Regions from separate parts of the Mus musculus genome. Here region 1 is linked to region 2. Evidence: chromatin contacts called from public promoter capture Hi-C data. All regions are on one chromosome and are shown on one strand. Each heading gives the region's core, a stretch centred on a gene start, on an enhancer-like site or on the middle of the called end of the contact. The rest is flanking DNA. Distances are from core to core; before and after follow the strand shown.

Region 1 (5,831 bases), core at 718-3,217, 1.4 Mb after region 2:
TGTGTACAGGCATGCTTGCCTATGTAGGCATGAGTGGAGGCTGGAAGCTGATGTTAGGGGTCAGGATATTTTCCTCAATTACTTCTTCATAATATTTTCTTTAATTGTTTAATTTGTTGATTTTGTATGTGTAGTGTATGTTGTGGGCACACATGTTCCATGTGTGAAGGTGGGCATTACTTGTGGGAGTCAGTCTTCCCTTCTACTATTTGAGTCTCCAAGCCATCTTGTCAGCCCTGACCCACTGAGCCTGTAACTGGCCATTCCAGCTACACTAGCTGGTCCTAAGCCTGGGATCTGCCTGTCCCTGTCACTGGGTTACAGGTGCAGGCTGCCACACTCAGCTTTTAAGTGGGCACCAGAGGTCTGAACTGAGGTCCTTGTGCGTGTTTGGAAAACACTTTACCCACTGAGCCATCTCCCGTGCTGCGATCCACCATGTCTATGCATAGGCTCCTCCCAACCCTCCTCCACACACAAAGCCTGAGATGCGCCACGTTCCGGCTTCCCATCATGTCCAGGCTGCTTCCTCAGGGCTTTGCTTATCAGACCCTGCTGGTCTCTCCCTCCCATGCTCACTTTCTCCTGTTCTGACGCTGTGTGCCTGACATCTAAGATGCATCCACGCGCCCCTGAGTCCACTGAGTAGTCACTCTCTGACAGTGTATGTAGCACACACACCTGGCTGGACACCTGACCAGTGCTGCCTACTCTCAGCTGCACACAGTGTGAATGCTAGGACGGGGAAGTGGGTTAGAAGGTGGATGTTAGAGAGCTGTGGCTGCCCCAACAATCTCCCTGCTTGTCATAGGAGCTGGTGAGGACATGCTGAGCCCTCCATTACCAGAACTTCAGTGACCACTGTAACCCAGGCATTCACAGCTTACAGCGCATGGCCACATGGAGAGGCTGCTGTCCTTCTGCCCCAGCAGTCTGAGGACAGCCTTCCAGGTCCAAATTCTACAAAGCAGGAAATTGCTATGTGGGTCCTTCATGGGCTTAGGCCTGAGCCTTGGGACTAGAACAAAAGGAAGGAGCATGCAAGTGTTCCCCACCCCCACCCCACTCCGACCCCACGCCTGCACAGCTCCATCCCTGACAGGAGACCTCTAATGATTCAACTCAGCAGTGTACTCATCTGCCTGTTATTCTTCCAGCCTGGCCCCGTGAGGCTGCTAAAGATGGCCACGGTGCTGCACTCGGATGTCCCCTAACACCTGTGTCCAGTGAACGCTCCTGTCTTTCCAGTCACACAGCTTCGTCCTTCCCTGAGGTCTGCATCTTGCACTTGCCCTTACCTGGAAGGGTTCTGCCCACATCTGCTAGACCCTCTGGTGTAGCATCTGTACCAGGCAGGGAGGGGTCCAGGTTAGCAGGCACAAAGGACCACAAGAGGCCTAGAAACTACGCCTTCAGGAAAAAGATTCGGACTGACAGTGAATAAGCTCTACAGCCCAGGTTTCAGGTGTGTTTGTGGCCCATCACTCATGCCTCCCAGGGAACGTTTCGAATGCATTTGCATGCTGTAGCCTCCCTTGGTTCTGTGATTTATCATGTCTCCCCCAAATACATCATTAAGATGATCATATGCATTTAGGAAGGCGGCCAGGCTGAAGCCCAGCACTCCCTTCACAGTGCCAGCCCCCAGCGCTGTTTTGCTGTGATTTAGTGCCGTGTGCATCCGTGGGGAGAAAGCATCACTTTAAGAACCACGTGGGGTTCCCTCCCTCCGCTGCTGATTCGTATAATTTATATGAAGGCTCTGAGCCCCCCACCGAGCCGGGATGACTCGTGATACACATAATTACAAACCCTTCTTCCAGCATCGTGTGCTACGTGAAGACATTTTGAAAAGAGCTATTTTGGTTATGTTGATGAAATGCATAATCTCTGGGGAGCCGGCCAGGTAGCCGTTAGCCTGTGGCTCGCAGTATCCACCCAACCAATGGGAGCTGTGAAAGGACATGGGTGGGCGGGGCCAACAATTTTGACTGACTTTGAACAGGGTGGAGACCAGCGTTTGGAGTAAGGTATGCTACAGCCTTCAGAAAAAGACTTTGAATCAGGCCCCTGCCTCCTCCACTGACTAATAAACTGTCCCGGGGACAGCTTGAGATGGCCAGGATATGAAGGAAGGGCCCTCCTCTCCTAGGATCATGTTCTGTTTGGGGAAGTTAGTCACCTATGGGAGGAAGTCTGTAATAATCCTTAAAAATTCCACAGTGTTTGTGAGTCTGGGGATACGGCTCAGGGGGCAGTTCTCACCCAGCATGCCTGATCTTCGGTGTCACATCAAGTCAGGCGTGGTGGCACATGCCTGTAATTCCAGCACTCGGGAAGTAAAAAGGAGAAGATCTAAAGTTCAAAGTTACCCTCGTCTACTTGAGACCCGTCTGGGCTACATGAGACTCTGACTCAAAAAAAACAGTGGGGGCAGAGGAGACGACTCAGTGGTTAAGAGCACCAGCTGTTACTCAGCTCTTCCGAGGTTCAATCCCAGCATCCACACAGTGACTTGGAGCCGGCTGTAATTCCAGTTCCAGGGAATCTGATGCCCTCTTCTGATATCCATGGGCACCCGGCAAACACATGGAACATATTCATGCATAAAAGCAAAACATCCTTGCATATAAGATAAAAAAATTAAATATTAATTAAAAATAAAACCTTTTTTGTATCCCAGGCTCATCTGAACATATTCTCCAGTTTTAGGATGGGGGGACGGGGTGTACGAAGAGCAGTGGCAAACAGAGAAAAAGATGACGCAGTGCAGGTTGGTCCATTCCCCTCACCAGCCCCCACTCCCTGCTGTGTCCAGGGGCAGCCTTGGCAGGTGTCTATGCCAGGACAGGCTATGGGGAACAGGTTCAATCCCATAGATGAGACAGGCACAGGAAGCAAATGTCATTTCTGCTCCTTGACCCTGAGGTTTGACCCTCCCTGCGCTTCAGGTCTGTTCAGGATAATGAGGTGACCTTGCTATGTAGGGAAGGGAAGCCCACAATTGTAACATACCCTCTCAACACCATCTTTAGGGCTCTCCGTGCCCACACTCTGACACTATCCTCACTAAACTTAAACACCCAGCCCCAGGAAGCATTGTCCGGCTTTCTGACCCCAACAGGGGCCTCGAACAATGGAATCCACCATGCCCTTCCATGTCTCAGGCTCATTCGCAGGAAGCAGGTATCTGTTTTCTTCTGTCCTCAGACACCATCAGCCCATGGCTGAGGCCATATCTGTCAGTGTCTTTCTGTGTCTCAGCTCACTGAGCGACTCTAGTGTCTACATTCTGGCTGTTCTGAATGACACCATTGCGATGTACCTGTGTGTAGCCTCTTATAGCTAAGTGCAGGGCTGGGGAGATGGCTTGGTCAGGAATGTGCTTGCTAAGCTACCATGAGGACCTGAGTCCAGATCCGTACCACCCAGGTAAAACCTGCCAAGCACTGCATTTCATCCTTGTAATCCCAGAGCTCGAGACTGGAGACGGGTAGATCCCTGGTGCTCTCTGGGCAGCCAGCCTAAACTAATCACCAAATTCCATGTCTTATTGAGAGATCTTGTCTCAAAAAAAATAAGGTGAGACTCCCCCAAGAAATGACAGGTTGACCTCTGGCTTCCATGTGTACACACACACATGCAGCACATACACACAGACAGTGCATCTGGGCACATGTGGGTTGTGACTGTCAGCTTGGACAGTGTAAAACCAGGTCAGGAATGGCTGAGAGGGTTGTTTAAAATTATGATGTAAGAGTGCGTAGGGCATGCCCCCGCCCACAGTAAGCGCTCACTGTGGAGACAAAATGGGGTTGATGCTGACATGGTGCTGATGTGGGACTGGGGCTGAGCTGGGGGGGGAGTGCTGAGCTGGAGGGGGACTGACTTGGGACAGGGAGTGAACTGAAAGGGGACTGACTCGGGGTTGGGGCTGACCTGGGGCAGGGGCTGACCGGGGCAGGAGCAGATATGGGCTCCATTGTGGACTGATGCTAATACAGGGCACGTACTGGGCTGGGATAGCCTGGCCTGGGTGGAGTTTGGCCACTGTAGCATCCACTACAGTAATAGATGAAACCATGCTGTAGGGATCAGTTTGTAACACAGTAAACAACAGCTCTCTTGAGTTCTCAGAGCCCTGTCCCGCCCCAACCCTGCGCCTGCGTACACTGCTGTGCTTTACCTGGTAAAGTCCTCTTCACTGAGCTAAGCTTGAGTTCACCTAAGAGATGCTGGCAAAATGCTGGCCCCTGTGCAGATGAGGAAGACATGAACTCAACGACACATGATGTCCTTAGAGCGAGAAGATGGCCTACTGGTGGCTGCTTTTCAATATGTAATATTCCTTAGGTTTTTTTTAATGCATAAAAATTAATTAAGATGGTTTCGCCCTCGCTTCACTCATCGTGGCCCTGCGTTTGGTTATCAATGATTTGCTTATTTGATGCTTCTGCGCTGTCGGCGCCTGCACCCTGGTACTGGTCCAGTAGCCGGAAATGTCGTTGCCTGTGAGCTGTTTTTAGCACAGCACTCACCCTGCCATGTTCACTGTGACAACGGACTCTATGGTGGCAACAGTGGGGATAGACAGTCTCATAGGACAGGAGGGCGGGCGCCATGTTCATACGGTAAGAATAACTACCGTGCGCTAAGATGAAACCTGAAGGTGAGAGAAGTGGCTGATACAGCTGTCGCTCCCAGGACTGTCACCAGCACAATCTCCAAAGTATTCAGTGGTGCTTCCTAAGTGCACAGCACCAAGCAGAGACTACTGGGCTGGGCTCCAGCCTCAGTAAACACATCTCTTAGAAAGACCCAGAGGTTATCTTCCCCAAAGCCCCTTCCCTCCCCATCCATGGAGGGTTACACTAGAGCCCTTCTGGCTTCACTGAGCTCAAGGCCAGAGATCCATTTCCATCAAGTGTGACCCGCCAGAGGCCACTGAGTTTGTCAGAGTGGTCAACTGCCTCGTTGCTTCCCCTGACTGATGAGGTCAGCCTGGCTTGGGTCAGACCTCAGACACAGAAAAAGCCCTTCACCTCTTCCCCGTCGGTTTTGAAAACAAATCCGCCAAAGCAGGTTAAGGGTCACACATCGTCTGCCCACCAATCTCCAGCCAGTCTCGGGAGAGGGCTAGTGAGAGTCACGGCTCCTCGGAAAAGTGGCAGAGACCTTGCAGGCTTACAGAGACTTACCACACGGAAAAGCTTTGTAGTTTTGGAGGTTGCAGGGGTACAGGCAGGGGACACAGGAAAGGCCAAAGGTCAGCATGGCTCTGTGGGCCACTGCTGAGGAATCCTCTCTCTCCCAGCTGGAGAAAGCTGATCTTTCTGTCTTACTCAGGCTTTGGGTGATAGGGTGAAGCACACTCCATCAACACGCATGCCCTTCCCCACATGGGAAGGGCAGTGACTACACAATGTTCATAGGGGCTCCACAGAAAGACCAGAACAGTGTTGGGCCATGTGCCCGAGAACCTGTGGCCCAACCAGGCTGAGGGCAGAAACTATCCCTGGAGGAAGCCGAGTCCCAGGCCTCCGGAAACCTGGTCCAGTGGCCCACATCAAGCCATCCATCCTCTTTCTAGGTGGTTGACACTCTGATTGTGACAGTATTTCCCAGCACTGGGGTACACACCAAAGCTTGGTGGGGTCCTGTCAAATATCACCCTGGGCTGACTTGATCACAGCACAGAGTCCACAGTGAATACTGGGGAGTCCTGGTTCTGACTGGTTGCCTGTGACAGGCCCATTCCTCCAAGTTCAGCATAAGCAGGAGAGCCAAGAATGTTAGAAAGCGCTGCGACCAGCTGGCGAGCAGCAGAAATA
Region 2 (5,552 bases), core at 2,355-4,854:
GCCCTGGGGAAGTCTTCATCACTGCTGGGTGCAGACCATTCACTGTGGCTGCATTAGGTCCCACTACTCCTTCCTGTAGCCCCTTACCCATTGTCCCCAAATAAGCCTAACGAACTCACTGGTCCCCAGAGAGAACTAGTATGTATAATTGTACCATGAGCTAGGAGAAGGGGTGTGTTTTGTTTACATCTTCCCAGGGAAAGCATTTTAGCAACACATATACAACTCTACTGCTGATGCAGAAGCCCCTCCCTAGAAGACCCAGCCCCCATCCATCTGAAAGATGTCACCCACCGCCAAGATGTTTCAAGTTTTGTCTTCTGGAATGAGGCCACAGCACACACCAGTTTAACAAAGGGACTTTTTTTTTTCACGTTTTAATATTCAGGCTCGAGTAAAACAACTTGAAGTGACAGGCAGTAAAACACAACTCAGCGAGTGCACAATTGACAAACACAGTTTTAACATCTCAACAGGCCTAAAGTGTGTCTTAGGGTCAGAAAGTTCACCCTGAATTATCTCTACAGCGTTTTATTTATTTATTCATTTATTTATTTAACCAAGCAGAACTATCTCTTAGAGCTGATGTGTCTTAAAGGCACCTTCAGGTTCTTTTAGTTTTGATGATGCGTCATTTACTTTTCTGTAACCAGAACCTGCGGACCAGTGAGGGGCTTTCCCACGGACTGTAAAACTCTCTACGTGCTCCTGAACATCAGTGCTCCCCAAATTTCTGGCCTGACTTGAAGAGTCTGGACGATTCTCTTGCCCTCTGGATAGGGGCCGAGGACAGAGCTGCCATGAGCCCCCCCCCCCGCGGGGGGGGAGGGTTTGCTGACCTAATTGAACAGTTTGTTAAGCAATGAGGGAAATGCCACTGGGAGCTTCTCACTCCTGAATGCTAACACAGTGCAGAGCCCTCACAGCCAAAGGCAGGGTGGTTTTATTGTGGCATTTTACGTCAGAACTTTTCTCAGTCCAGAAAGGTAGCAGAGGAGCCCAACACTGTTCTTGGAATTTTTAAAAGGCAGAAGTTTCAAGTATCAAAACCTAATGGGTTCAAGGGTAAAATGCATCTCCGGCCATGACGGTTTAACGAGCACCACGCTCGCCACGAGTGTCACCAAGTCAATCTGTCACAGGACATCCACCGTCTCAAAAGCAAAAGTCACATCTTGCAGGTCTTGTCCACCACAGTTCTAGCACCTGCTGTCGGAGAGACCAGAGTTCAGCACCAAAAATATTTGCAAGCCTCTTCATGGGGGCTTTAAACAGCAGGCGCACCCTGCAGGGACCAGTGAGTGGTCTGGAGATTTTGGTTGTTGTTTGGTTTTTTTTAAAGTATAACATTTTAAAACTGGGAATTAAGCCCGTAAAAAAATGTTAGCAACTTTCCTAACCGAAGGCACAAAGAATGAAGTGGTATCTGTTAAACCTGACATAACAAATTTAAAACACATTAGGAGAATAAAAATCCACGAGCTGTTTTTCCTCCAGTACCTTGGCTAATTCTGAGAACCACCCAGGTTCATTTGGAAGCTGACTTCTAAAATATGAATCCTGGAATCTTTCCATACTTAGAAATAAAAATGTTGCTTCTTTCGTGGAAAAAGGTCCCCGGGAAGGACATGCCTGCCTGAATCCCTGTGGCCACTTGAAAACGTAAAATACTTAAGGCAAGATCTTTTTAAAGGCTCAGGTAGTTTCAAAATATATATATATTTATATATGCCCTGCTAACAAGCAGACCCAGAACCAGACCAGTAGAAGACAAATGTGTGAACAGGCAGTCCCTGAAGAGAAAGGGCTATCTGGGCTAAGTTGCATGGTTGGAAGCTTTTCTGTCCACTCCTCCCCAGCTGTTGATGTGGGAGGCATCGCCTAACCAGGGCAGCCTCGAAGCCCAGAAATGGTTGTGTGATGACAGATGAGCTGCAAGTTCCTTCGCTATTAATAGTTTCTACTGTTGGAAGGCTACAGACATTGGCAAGCAAACATGGTCTCAGATTTTCACCGTCCCAGGGCAGAAATGCCTCGAGGGACCATAATGCAGGCCACACTGTGTATCTGTACAATTATTACGGTGGGTGAAAACAGATAGCAGGCCTCCTCTAAGCTGATTAGAGTATTCCTGAGAAAGCATTCTCCATGGGTGGAAGTCTAACTTCACAATAATAAATAACAGCTACTTATATTCAGACACATAGAGGAGACATGCAAAAGGCCTTTCTTGCAAAACACTGACCTGGGTCCTACTGAAATTAAGGACCACAATCCCGTGCATCTGCCCCCCCCCCCAACAACGTGTTACACAGGCTGACCGCCAGGCTCTCAAGAGAATTCACTACAAGACAGGCCAGGCTACCGCCGCAGGGCTTCACAGTGAAAAATTAGGCCAGACCACTAGGAAGGAAGGCTGGGATGGGAGATGGCCGCTCAGAGAGCTGCACTGGTGGGGAAGTGTCTGCAGGTCTGCAGAGATGGAAGCTCCTGGTTCACAGCCCGCAGCTCAGATGAAGTGAATCCAGCTCTCCTCGCACTCCCCGCGTGGCATGTGCAAGGCATGACTGCGACAAGTAAGGCTATAGTCGCGACCATCATTGTTGTCCCAGTACTCAGCACCAGCTACGCCATAGCGCAGTGCGAAGTGTACCTGGGAGCCGAGCTCCAGCAGGAAGGGAGGCACTGGAAAGCCGAAGGCGAAGATGTCCTCGGTACCTTCAGCACCTGCAGGTCCTCTCCAGCGCGCCACTGCCTCATGCGCACTGCGCCAGCCAGAGAAGGTGTAGCGCACCGTCACCTGCTTCTCGAAGGCCACGTTGCGCACGCGCACTGTGCCGCTGATGCCCAGGTCAGAGCAGGTGACACGTTCCAGGCACACAAGCTGGCGTGCCAGGCGTTCTCCGAAGCCTGGGGTTTCGATGGGCGGCGAGAAGTCGGGAACCAGGCACTGCAGCGTGAACTCCAGATCCTGGCTGCTGCAGCACAGGTCTGAGTTGATGGCTAGGCGCGACAACACGTGCAGCGGCACGGACGGATCGTCGCCTGCGTTAAACACCTTGACCTGCGCCAGCTCCAGGCCCAGCGCGTCAGCGAAGCGCACCCGGACCTGCCGGTTGCAGCCAGCTCCGCACGCGGCGCCCGGGGCTCCCGCAGCCTTGGCACGGCGCTCGGGGGAGGTGGGCAGCGAGCGCGAGCGTCGTTGGATGATGGGCCGCAGCCGAGGGTCGCAGCCCGGGGGTCTGCAGGGTCGTCGATCCATGTCCGAGAGGCAGCTGAGGCTCCGGGGCACGAGTTTCCGGGACCCCGGGGTCGAGGGCAGCGGGGCAGAACCAGAGCCTTTTGACATGGCCCAGCTGGGCGGGCGTCACCGCCGAGCCACTAGGCTTTAGGGCTTGACAGCCTCTGGAAGCCCCGAGGCACCGCACCCAACACGGAGACTGTGTTCGCGGCCTGGCCCTGGTCTCAGCGGCGGGCAGCCTCGAGCAGCGGGTGGCGCTATCCAAGGCGGCTTCCCGGGGCGTAGCGCCCTGCACGGTGTCGGCCGCTTCTCTCCTTCCTCTGAGCTCTTACGGGAAGGCCAGCAACCCCGCCGCCCAGACGCTCAGCCGCCCGCAACTTCTCCAAGCGCAACTTCCCGGCGCGCCCCCGGCGCGCCCCGCCCCTCGTGACGCCGCCCGCCGGTGCGTCCAGCCAGCGCGCCCGGCTGCCCCGCGTTCGCCCGGCTGCCCCGCGCAGCCCCACGCTGTCGGAACCGCGCGGCCCGCGACCACCCCAGCCCCCACCCTTCCGCCGCAGCGCAGCCGCCGCCCCCGGGAACCTCGTCACGTGTGTTCAGGCTGCGGAGCAGGTCTGCTGGGTTTCCTTGGTGCGTGTGCCTGCGCACTGCACCCATCCATCAGCGATGGTGTCTACAGCAGTCTAGGACGTGCTGGGTGCCAGCTGCGGGTGGGGGCGGGACAGAGCCCAGCCAAGGTTGGCCTGGCGCGAGCTGGCCCTGGGACTGTGGTGAGCGGCCAGCCAGCCAGCTCTGGCCACCTTTCTCCAGCAACCTGGATCAGTGGCCAGACCCAGAAAAGGTTGCTTCTGCGGGAAGCATCTTGCCCACACCTCCCCACCATGCTGTGCCTCCCCATTGGCCAGGAAGCCAGTTCCCTGGGGAGGTGCGGGGGGGGGGGAGGGGGGCGGGGGAAGATGCTGCTTCCCTTAGCTGGGCTTGCAGCCAGAGAGGAAGACTGGGAAAGGGGCTAATGCCCATGATGGATTGTGCAGCTGCCCTCTGGCTCTTGAGGAGCGTTTTGTAGCCAGAATCTCTTGAGCTTTAGTTTTGCTGCTATGCAAGCTGAAGCCATGTGCTCCACCCCCTCTCTGCCTTACCCACTCATGCATCCTGATTGCACAGCAGGTTTTTATTTCTCTGAAGAACTTCACATACACACACACACACACACACGACTATGTGTCAAGTGTGTCAGGTAGATGAGGAGCCAGGATGGCACTGCGCCTGGGTCAGACATGCTGTCATGGTTGGTTTCCCACTTAACAGCAGAAAGATCAGGGTAAGGAAGGAGGGTGGGCCAAGAATGTTTTCTCCATCTAAGTGGAATCAAGCCTGTTAGTTGTGGGGTAATTGACCATAAAAGGGCCTGTTATGATTTTTGTTATCTGTACATGCACACCTAAAAGTCTTACATAATTATGGTGGGAAAGCCCAGGGTTGGTTGAGAAAATTTCCCATGATCCCATCTATTTTCCATTTGACAGAGGCTGGGGAATTATGGGAGAAAAATGTTCGGTTTCCAGGTATGCTTTTTTCAACAGGCCCCTCCTAACGGGAACTATGACCACCTTTGGTCTGGGAACCTGCACTTCCTACTGAAACAGCATCTAACACATCATGGGTGTTAGTATACTGATGATCTTTGAAATTTTTTTAAAAATACACATGTGAGTGCAGGTGTTCTGGGAGGCCTGGGGAGGGTGCTGGCCTGGAACTGGAATTACAGATCCTAGTGAACCACCCACATAGTGCTGGAAGCTAAACTGGGGTCCTCTGGAGGATCAGTAGCTCTTGACTCTTGAGCCATCTCTCCAGCCCAGCACTGATGATTAGTGATCTGGTAGGACAGAGAAAACAGAAGAACTCAGGGATACCCTGCCCCTCCCCCTCTAGAGTTTTATCTCTGTGGGATGAGGTGCCTCGTGTACAGTCTGTACTTTTAAAGACTGGCTTGCAATTAATTACTGGATGGATGAGTGAATGGATAGATAGGGGGAGCTTTAGAGTATAAGGCAAAACCAGTTAGTGTTATTCCCAGGGACTGTATATATGCGAGAATGGGTGGGGTTTAGAATCCGTTCACAGCACTCACTAAGCGATCTCGTACTGAATAACTGCCGTGAAAGGGAAGACGTGAGCATTCACAACACCCTTGCGGGGCAGCTCACAACTGCCCGGCAGTGCTTACAAAGTCAACCCTAGCTCTTGGGGATCTGATGCTCTCCTCTGGTTTCTGAGGGCATCCACTCACACACACACACACACACACACA

Evidence for each region. Promoter capture Hi-C pulls out the DNA fragments that hold promoters and counts their contacts.
Region 1: a contact with region 2 is called in a promoter capture Hi-C map of trophoblast stem cells, with 10 times the contacts expected there. The contact joins the enhancer-like site here to the promoter of Ppp1r3d in region 2. A contact is called at or near these places in 7 of 39 promoter capture datasets (the C10 cell line, cranial neural crest, embryonic stem cells and 4 more), 1 of 115 datasets of contacts at active chromatin or transcription factors (embryonic forebrain) and 1 of 9 other capture datasets (embryonic stem cells).

What each region holds. Positions count from the first base shown.
Region 1 is chr2:179,823,199-179,829,029 of GRCm38.p6, forward strand. The region is part of intron 4 of Cdh4 (cadherin 4); the gene reads left to right. Among named protein-coding and RNA genes, the nearest start is that of Gm36066, 22 kb to the left of the region's middle. Within about 2 kb of position 1,968, at least 36 of the 459 cell types and tissues checked have an H3K27ac peak or open chromatin away from gene starts, as enhancers often do. A contact at or near this core is called in trophoblast stem cells, where this site is marked.
Region 2 is chr2:178,410,859-178,416,410 of GRCm38.p6, forward strand. It overlaps Ppp1r3d (protein phosphatase 1, regulatory subunit 3D), which reads right to left and starts at 3,605. Exons shown (of 1, transcript NM_001085501.2): 1 at 348-3,605. The coding sequence starts at 3,349. The coding sequence ends at 2,510. It overlaps Fam217b (family with sequence similarity 217, member B), which reads left to right and starts at 3,676. Exons shown (of 4, transcript NM_001081289.1): 1 at 3,676-3,850.